Regions from separate parts of the Mus musculus genome. Here region 2 is linked to region 1. A link is a contact called in public HiChIP or PLAC-seq data. All regions are on one chromosome and are shown on one strand. Each heading gives the region's core, a stretch centred on a gene start, on an enhancer-like site or on the middle of the called end of the contact. The rest is flanking DNA. Distances are from core to core; before and after follow the strand shown.

The links. HiChIP or PLAC-seq counts read pairs in DNA pulled down with a chosen protein or histone mark.
Region 2: an H3K4me3 HiChIP or PLAC-seq map of embryonic stem cells shows a contact between it and region 1, with 51 read pairs. The contact joins the promoter of Ror2 here to the enhancer-like site in region 1. A contact is called at or near these places in 4 of 39 promoter capture datasets (cranial neural crest, embryonic stem cells and stem cell-derived epiblast-like cells), 1 of 15 datasets of contacts at CTCF or cohesin (the NIH/3T3 cell line), 27 of 484 Hi-C or Micro-C datasets (adipose-derived mesenchymal stem cells, cranial neural crest, embryonic fibroblasts and 6 more), 20 of 115 datasets of contacts at active chromatin or transcription factors (the NIH/3T3 cell line, cardiomyocytes, craniofacial prominence and 9 more) and 4 of 9 other capture datasets (adipose tissue, embryonic stem cells, liver and 1 more).

What each region holds. Positions count from the first base shown.
Region 1 is chr13:53,230,983-53,234,900 of GRCm38.p6, forward strand. The region is part of intron 1 of Ror2 (receptor tyrosine kinase-like orphan receptor 2); the gene reads right to left. Among named protein-coding and RNA genes, the nearest start is that of Ror2, 53 kb to the right of the region's middle. Within about 2 kb of position 2,574, at least 57 of the 459 cell types and tissues checked have an H3K27ac peak or open chromatin away from gene starts, as enhancers often do. A contact at or near this core is called in embryonic fibroblasts, embryonic stem cells, epiblast stem cells and 4 more, where this site is marked.
Region 2 is chr13:53,284,625-53,288,161 of GRCm38.p6, forward strand. Ror2 (receptor tyrosine kinase-like orphan receptor 2) reads right to left here and starts at 1,500. Exons shown (of 9, transcript NM_013846.4): 1 at 1,157-1,500. The coding sequence starts at 1,253. Gm33574 (a long non-coding RNA gene) reads left to right here and starts at 1,557. Exons shown (of 3, transcript XR_382385.4): 1 at 1,557-1,874.

The DNA of each region.
Region 1 (3,918 bases), core at 1,324-3,823:
TTGAGCTACGCAGAGCCAGGAGGAGGGGCCGTGGAGCCTCAGTCCCTGTCCCTGCCCCTGCCTTGGGGCATCCCTGACAGAGCTGTAATTAGACTGAACTTGCCAACTTCTTCTGAGCCCAGAGAAAAGGCTATAAAATACCTCCAGGGATTATGAGCCCCAAAGATAATCAATTATTTTCTCATCAAAAGGAGGCCAACAAAGAGGCTCTAAGGGTGGGGAACCCATCATTTACTTAAGCCTGAAGTTTTAAGAGGTCTTCCACAGTGTATAGAATGCCACAGGGTCCCAGAACTAACCCTGCCTTTCTCCAAGAAAATGCCTGAGAAGTCCTTTAATAGCTAGGTTAAAAAGAAAAAAACAAAAACAAAAAACAGAGTAACACTTTAGTGTACTGCATTCACTAACTTCACATGTGGGCAAGGAAAAGGAAGAGAAAGAAGAATGAAGGGACCTTGCCCAAGAGAACACAAAGGCTCTCCCGCTCACGCAGCCTTCTTCTTCATGGGCGAGTGGCTAGCCTCACAGACAGAGGCTGGTATTTCTCACTACTTACCATATCTCCCAAATTAGCAAGCTTGTTATCTAGCAAACAACCGAGTGTCTTGGATGACACCCGGCTAGGATTCTAGAAGGTCCCTGTCACACCAGGCTGGCCTCTAACAAGACACTCAGAGTGCATGCCCAACTGCAGCCGCCTTTTTGTCTACGAGGCATGCGCACAAAGAAGGACCTTCACTACCCACGGATGAAAACCACAGCCACAGACAGGCTCCTCCGGGAAACTCCCAACTATGCTTTTCAGGGCTCGGGGCATGGCTCAGTTTGTTACGTGCTTGCAGAAAGACAAGCATGAAGACCCAGAGTTTGTGTCCTTAGCAGCCACGTGAAAGGCCGGGTGTACTTAACACATGTGCTGGGGAGGCAGAGATAGGTGGGTGGGCTTCTGAACCTCACTGGCTAAAAAGGCCGCGAATTCTGTGAGAGACCCTGTTTAAATGATGATGGTGGTGATGGTTATGGAGATGGTGATGATGATGTGGAGAGAGATTGTGGAGGACGCCGGGCTTTTTACCTCTGGTCTCCAGCACACAGATGTACACACACACACACAAAGTGCATTTTTCTTTAGCAGGCAAATTAAAGAGGAAGCAGCCCTCAAGGCCATGGGAACTGATTGGCATAGGAAAGGGGCCTGGATAGTGGCACTGACAACAAACAGGAGCTTGGGCTGAACACTTCCAGGAGAGGTGAGTTGCCCACAAGCCACTCCACCACACAGGGAGCCCCTCCCAGATGGAGAGGTGACAGCATCCTTTTAGCGTGTGTTGGAAAGGGGAGGGAACACACCTTTTAAGATTTTTTCCTTTGTCTTTTTTTCTAAGTTATATTGATCTTTTTAATACAGACCACACACACAGACTGACTGACTGACAGACAGACAGACAGACAAACTGACTGACTGACTGACTGACTCAGAAGCCACAGAAGAATAGAAAGTGAAGTTACTTCCCACCCTTACCCATGTCCCATCACACCCTGCCTCGCCAGCAGGGGTAATGACATCAGCTTCTTTAATCCACACGCCCCAGTACTTCCAGCCTATACACACACTTGTGCCAGAGGTCAAGGTGGGCGGGCACAGCGCTATCCAGAACCTCTCTGTTCATCCCTCAAAGACAGAGCAGGCCCCATGGCACCCGCTGCAAAGCAAACCCCAGGTGATTCATCCGGTCTTACAGGATCCCGCCCCAGAGTAAAGTCTACCCTTCATAGGTCCTGCCTCTAAAAGCCAAAACTCCATTGCTTTGTTTTGTTTTCTTGGGTCCCCACCACCACCACCACCAAATAGATTCTTTTGCTGCCTAGTTCTCTAGCTGGCTCGCAGATGCTGTGACCTGCCAGATTCCTTCAGGAAGGACGGGGGAGGATACTGTCCTGTTTACCCAACTGCTCCCCTCCCAGGGTTACAAATAACTCATTCATTCTTGATCACCGTTTTTAAAAGAAAAAGAAAAGGCTCTAGAAGTAGAGACAGAGAGTCAGTGTTTCGAAGCCTCAATTCTCCACACCTGCCCTTTTTTTTTTCATTTGTGTGTGTGTGTGTGTGTGTGTGTGTGTGTGTGTGCACTCACGCAAGTGCACATGAAGATCAAAGAGGAAAGCTTTGGATAGGGGGCAGTAGGGGTAGAACTACAGGTAGGTGCTGGGATCCAATCCCTAGTCCTTTGAAATATCAGTAAGTGTTCTTAACCACTGAGCCTGACAGCCATTTTTTTTTCTGAGACAGTTTGGGGGGTTCTTTGAGGTGCTGGGCTTGGAGCCCAGGCCTCCCACATACTAACTAGGTAAGTGTACCACTGAGCAGCACCCCAGCCTCAAAGACAGCTTTTAATACTGTCTGAATTTTAATACTGCTGAAGGGCCTCCCTAAATCCCACCCCTCCATCCGACGGACCGTCAGCATCTGACAGATCTAAGAACTGGTTCCTCTCCCGGTTTTTTTGGCTGGAGCCTGAGCTGCTGAGCTCTGGCACTGCTGGTCCCAGCCAAGACCACGCCCACTGTGAAGTGTAATGGCTCCTCCACTTCCAGTCTGGCAAAACGTGGGCTACCCTCTTCCCCCTAAGTGAATGTCAGTGACTTAATCAGCTGGAAATTTGCATGCACTGAGTTAAGTCTGGAAAGACTTCGGACCTTTCTAAATCACATTTTCTAAACTGAGTGAGCTACAGCTTCCCGTGCTGAGAGGTGACCAATGGATGGAGAGCCAGTTTTACTCCCTCGGCTGGGTAGTTTTCGTGTTGCCAGGGAAGGCCCACTAAACCTTCTGCCAGGGCACGCTAACAAGCCTTGGAGCCTACGAAGCAGACCAGGTCATTCCCAGCAGCTCTGCTCTCTCACCTTCTGCTCAAAATTCCCAAGAGTGAGCTCCTCAGCTTCCTTCGCCCCATTTGTCAATGGGCCCCTGAGGAGGCAGCCCTGCCCTGTGGCTGCGCCGGAACAAAGGGAAGAGGAGAACAAAGGGGTCAAAGGTTAACAAAGATGCCTCCGAAAGGCTGTAAGAGGAGGCTGGTGACAGGGACGAGGCCCATCACCCTGACAAGGCCCAGCACCCAGCCTTGGACAAAGCCTCCTTCTCAATAGGTCTCCATCACTCCCAGGGGTAAGGTGGCAGTGATGGGGGTGGGAGGTGGGGTGGGCTCAAGAGCATCCCCCAACTGGGCAGCCTGTGTCTCCAGCCACCTGGGCCCAGGCCACTGCTCAGGGGTGTCACTCAGGACACAAAGGAGAGGGCCAAATGCCTGGGTAAGAGAGGACCTGAAGAGAGCAGAGCCCTCACCAAAATGTGTGATGGCAGAGGGGGGTGGGGGAAAGACAGCCATGATCACTGGAACAGGGGAGGATCCACTACTTCCGGGCGTGGGTCATGCCCATTCGCCTTACACAGCTGATTTTACCTACCTTCAACTCTGTTGCCATCTTTGTTTACAAGCGACTCTCTTCATCAGAGGCTCTGTTTGTACCATGACCTCACAGCAAGCTCTCTGCACTCACAGGAGCTCCTCTCCCCATACGTAAGAGACACCTGCAGCTTTGCTGCAGTCTCCACGCACCCTCTCAGCCTCCCTCCCCCATGCTGTGTGGAAGCCTCCCTCCTAACCGGTCTTTCTCTGCAAGAGGGATAGGAAGCCCCTCTGAGGTGCTTCTCTGGAAATGCACACCTAACTCCATCCCGGGAATAAACTTCTCTCCTTTAAAAAAAAAAAAAGAAAGAAAAAAGAAAAGAAAAGAAATTCGGTTTTCCATGGGGGTAGGAAGGGTGTAATTGCTGGGCTCTCAGTGTGTAGCCCAAAGCAGGGAGATTAAACAGATGAAAGGGAGAGATAACTTTACCTGCCGGGCATCTTTCTTCTC
Region 2 (3,537 bases), core at 250-2,749, 53 kb after region 1:
GGCACTCTCATTCTGCAATCAGCGGTTCCTGCTTTCGGGGATAGGTGTATCAATGCAAATCAAGAGATCAGAAACGGTAAATACCATCAGCATCGGTTTAAACCCAAACGCCCTCCTGGAAGGTTGCTCAGCATTTCCTTCCTTCTTTGGACCCGACACAAGAAAGCGCCCCCGCACAGCAGGACTTGGAAAGATCCCCAAGTCCTGCTGCCTGACTCTGCCCCTTAACTCTCACCTGCTTGCGGGAACACTGGGGGGCTGGGGAACACTGAAGTCACTGTCCCAGTAGGGCGCGTCTCACGCAGCTCAGAAACTTAGGGCAAACCTCAAGAGTCCCTGACCCTCCTGGGCCCGGAGGCCGTGCCTACCTTCAGCCGAGCCAACAGGCCGCGGGGATTCGGGCCACAGACCTGACGGCCAGTAGGTGCTCTAGGGTTTGCACTGGGAGGATCATCGCCTCTTCCTCCTCCGGCCACCACAGTCATTTCTACCCAGGTATCCTCCAAAAACACGTCTGTGCTCCTTGACAGGGTCTCCTGAGCCCTGATCAAGCCCACACAGAATCCTCCAGAGGTGGAAGAAACGCTCGAGAAAACACTACGAGGACAGGGGGAAGGGCACTTCCCCTTCAGCCTCGCAAATCAAATCCCGGGGCCAAGCCCCCAGCTAAGCAGGACCCACCAAACACCACTTTGGCCACCAATTTCAACAAAAGGGAAGCCAAGACCTTCGATCGTGCGTTCCCCACTGCCCCGGGGAAAAAAAAGACTAACTCAGGACCGCATCTGCCCCGGAGGCAGACAAGGTTCAAGGGATGCATGTGGACTGGAACGGCGGTGACCTGGGAAGAAACGATGGAGTCCAGGTCTTGGGTCACACAGAGCACGTCTACCGGTGCACATCTCGACTGTGATGTACTTAAGAAAAGCTCCCGGCCGCTGCCCACCCCGGCCTCTGGAAACACTTAGTGGTCCCTAGAGCGCAGCTCATTGGAACCAGCCCCAGGCGACTGAGGGCACGGGCCCAAGCTGGCGCCGAGCGCGCGAAGCATGGCCTTGCCTGGCGCCCCTCGATCGAGAGCACCGGCGCCCGCGCGGCGGCCGAGAGAGTGGTGGAAGAGCGGGCAATGCTCGGAGGGCGCACGCAGGGTCCTTACCTGCCGTCCAGGGTGTCCAGAGCAGGAGCGCCGCAGCCGTCCAGACGGCCCGGGCGCACAGAGGCACACGGCTCGGCCGCACCCAGCCCCGAGCCATGCTGCGGGCCGTGGGTGCCCGGTCGCCTACCGCGCGCTCGGCCTTTGGGCTTCGGGCCGGGGCGCCTCAACCCCTCCCCGCCACGCGTCCGCTTCTTCCTTCCTCGCGCTTCGCAGGCTGGTCCCCTTCGAGGGCCACTCTGGTGTCCCTTTTTCCCTGCCCCGATGCACCGATTCACTGCAGAGACTCTGGGGCTCGGGCACGGGCGTCCCGCCGGCCGCCGGGAAGAGCACAGGGGGGGCGGAACGCGGGCGGGCGCGCAGGAGGCAGGGTCCCCAGCTCGCCCGCCCCGATGGGCAGAGAGGCCGGCGCCGGCGCCCTCTGCCGGAGTGACTCAAGGGCAGCGACCCGAGTGAGCGGGAAGGAGCCGGGTCCGCCCCTGCGTCCAGGGAGCCGCCTGCAGCACCCGCCCTCCCGCCAGCGCCTCCGGGACTTCTAGGCACAAAGGTGGAGCCTCCGGTTCATCTGCTCTTGCAGCAGTGTTGCCACCCACCATCAGAAGCCTGGAAACTTGGGGACCTGGACCACACAAATCATTAACTAGGCGTCCCTTGATGAAGCCCCACGAGGGGAATTCAGTTGTCAGTTCTTCGAAATCCTGGGCCCAAAGTGAGAGATGAGGTATGGTCTTCGAACACAGATTTTCCAGAATATAGCCGGCTGCGTCCCCATGGGCGTCCTGCCAAGCCCCTTGGGAGGATCAGGACCCTCCGGGAATCTAGCAAAAAGTCAGCACACGCCCCATTAATGAGGGTAGTAGGATGGGAGCCAACCAAGGCTATGACAACAGCCAGCACACATCAGGGAAGTGAAGGGTCCTGGGGCAGAGCTTGAGCGAGGGGTCCTGGAGTATCCCAAGAACACACTGGAGACCAGGGCGTCGACAATGTATGTGTTAACGTGTATTTTCCTAATGAATGTTATGTGCCTTTGCACGGTAGTATCTTTCCTTTGTTCACCAACAGCCTAAACTTCTTCTGGGAAATATCACTTCAAATATTTGAAAGGAGGAGGCTGGGAGTTTAATTCAAGGTCTTCTACATATTAGGCAAACAGTTTGATCTACATCCCCAGCCTTTGTTGTTGCTGCTTTGAGATGTGCTCATTTTTATTTTACATGCATGTGTGAGTACCTGCGTGCATGGCTGTGACCTAGATGTGTGCAGTGACAGAGGAGGTCAGAAGAGGGCTTTACATCCCCTTAAGCTAAGGTTGCAGATGATTGTGAGCTTCGTTGGGAGTGCTGGGGACTGAACCAGGGTCCTCTGCAAGAGCAGTCGGTGCTCTTAACTGCTGAGCCAGCTGTCTCTCCAGCCCCGGCAGCATCACTCCTCTTTGACAGGGTGTTGCCAAGGACCAAGGTTGGTCTTATTTGGTTCAGTTGTTTTCATTGTTGTTGATGTTGTTTTTAAACAGAGGTACATGAATCCTAGACTAACTTCAAAGTTGTTATGTAGCCAAAGATAACCTCGAGTGTACCCTGCCTTTGCCTCCTGAGCGCTTGGATTGCAGGCATGTGCAGATGGTGCTGGAGACTGAGCCCAGAACCTCTCGAATGTTAGGCAAGCACTCACCCACGAAGGCATAGCTCCAGCCCCACATTTGGTTTTAATTGGGTTGCCTGTAGTCTTGGTTTTTTTATGACTTTAAGAGTTATTTGTAGCTAGTCACGGTGGCATGTGTCTTTGATGAACTTGGGAGGCAGAGGCAGGCAGAGCTCTGTGAGTCTGAGACCAGCCTGGGCTGCAGAATCAGCTCCAGGATATCCAGACCTACATAATGAGACAGACTCCAAAAAAAAAAGACAAAAATTTAAAAAGGGGGGGAGGGGAGAAAAAAAGAGAGAAAAAAAGAATTCTTAGTAACTTTTTAATACCAGGTAAAGATGGCACTGTTTTTGTCATTGTCAATCCACAACCCCACAGGGCTTCAGGTAGAGTAGCAGGACTCCCACCACAGACACATGCCCCAGTAGTCATGTTATCTGTTGCTATAGTTTGGAAACCTTCCCCTGTGCTGCAGGAGTGCACCCATATGAAGCCCAGACAGGTTACTGCCAAAGACCAAATTCACAAATAATTCCACCCAAGCCACTTATTGAGGGTTTCATTGCCATGAAACCAAGACCAGGGCAACTTTTATAAAGGAAACATTTAGTTCACGCTGACTTACAGGTTCAAGGGTTTCATCCATTATCGTAAACACCACAGCCTGCAGGCGGGCATGGTGCTGGAGCTGAGGATTCTACATCCGGATCCACAGGCAGCAGCAGGAGACTGTGTGC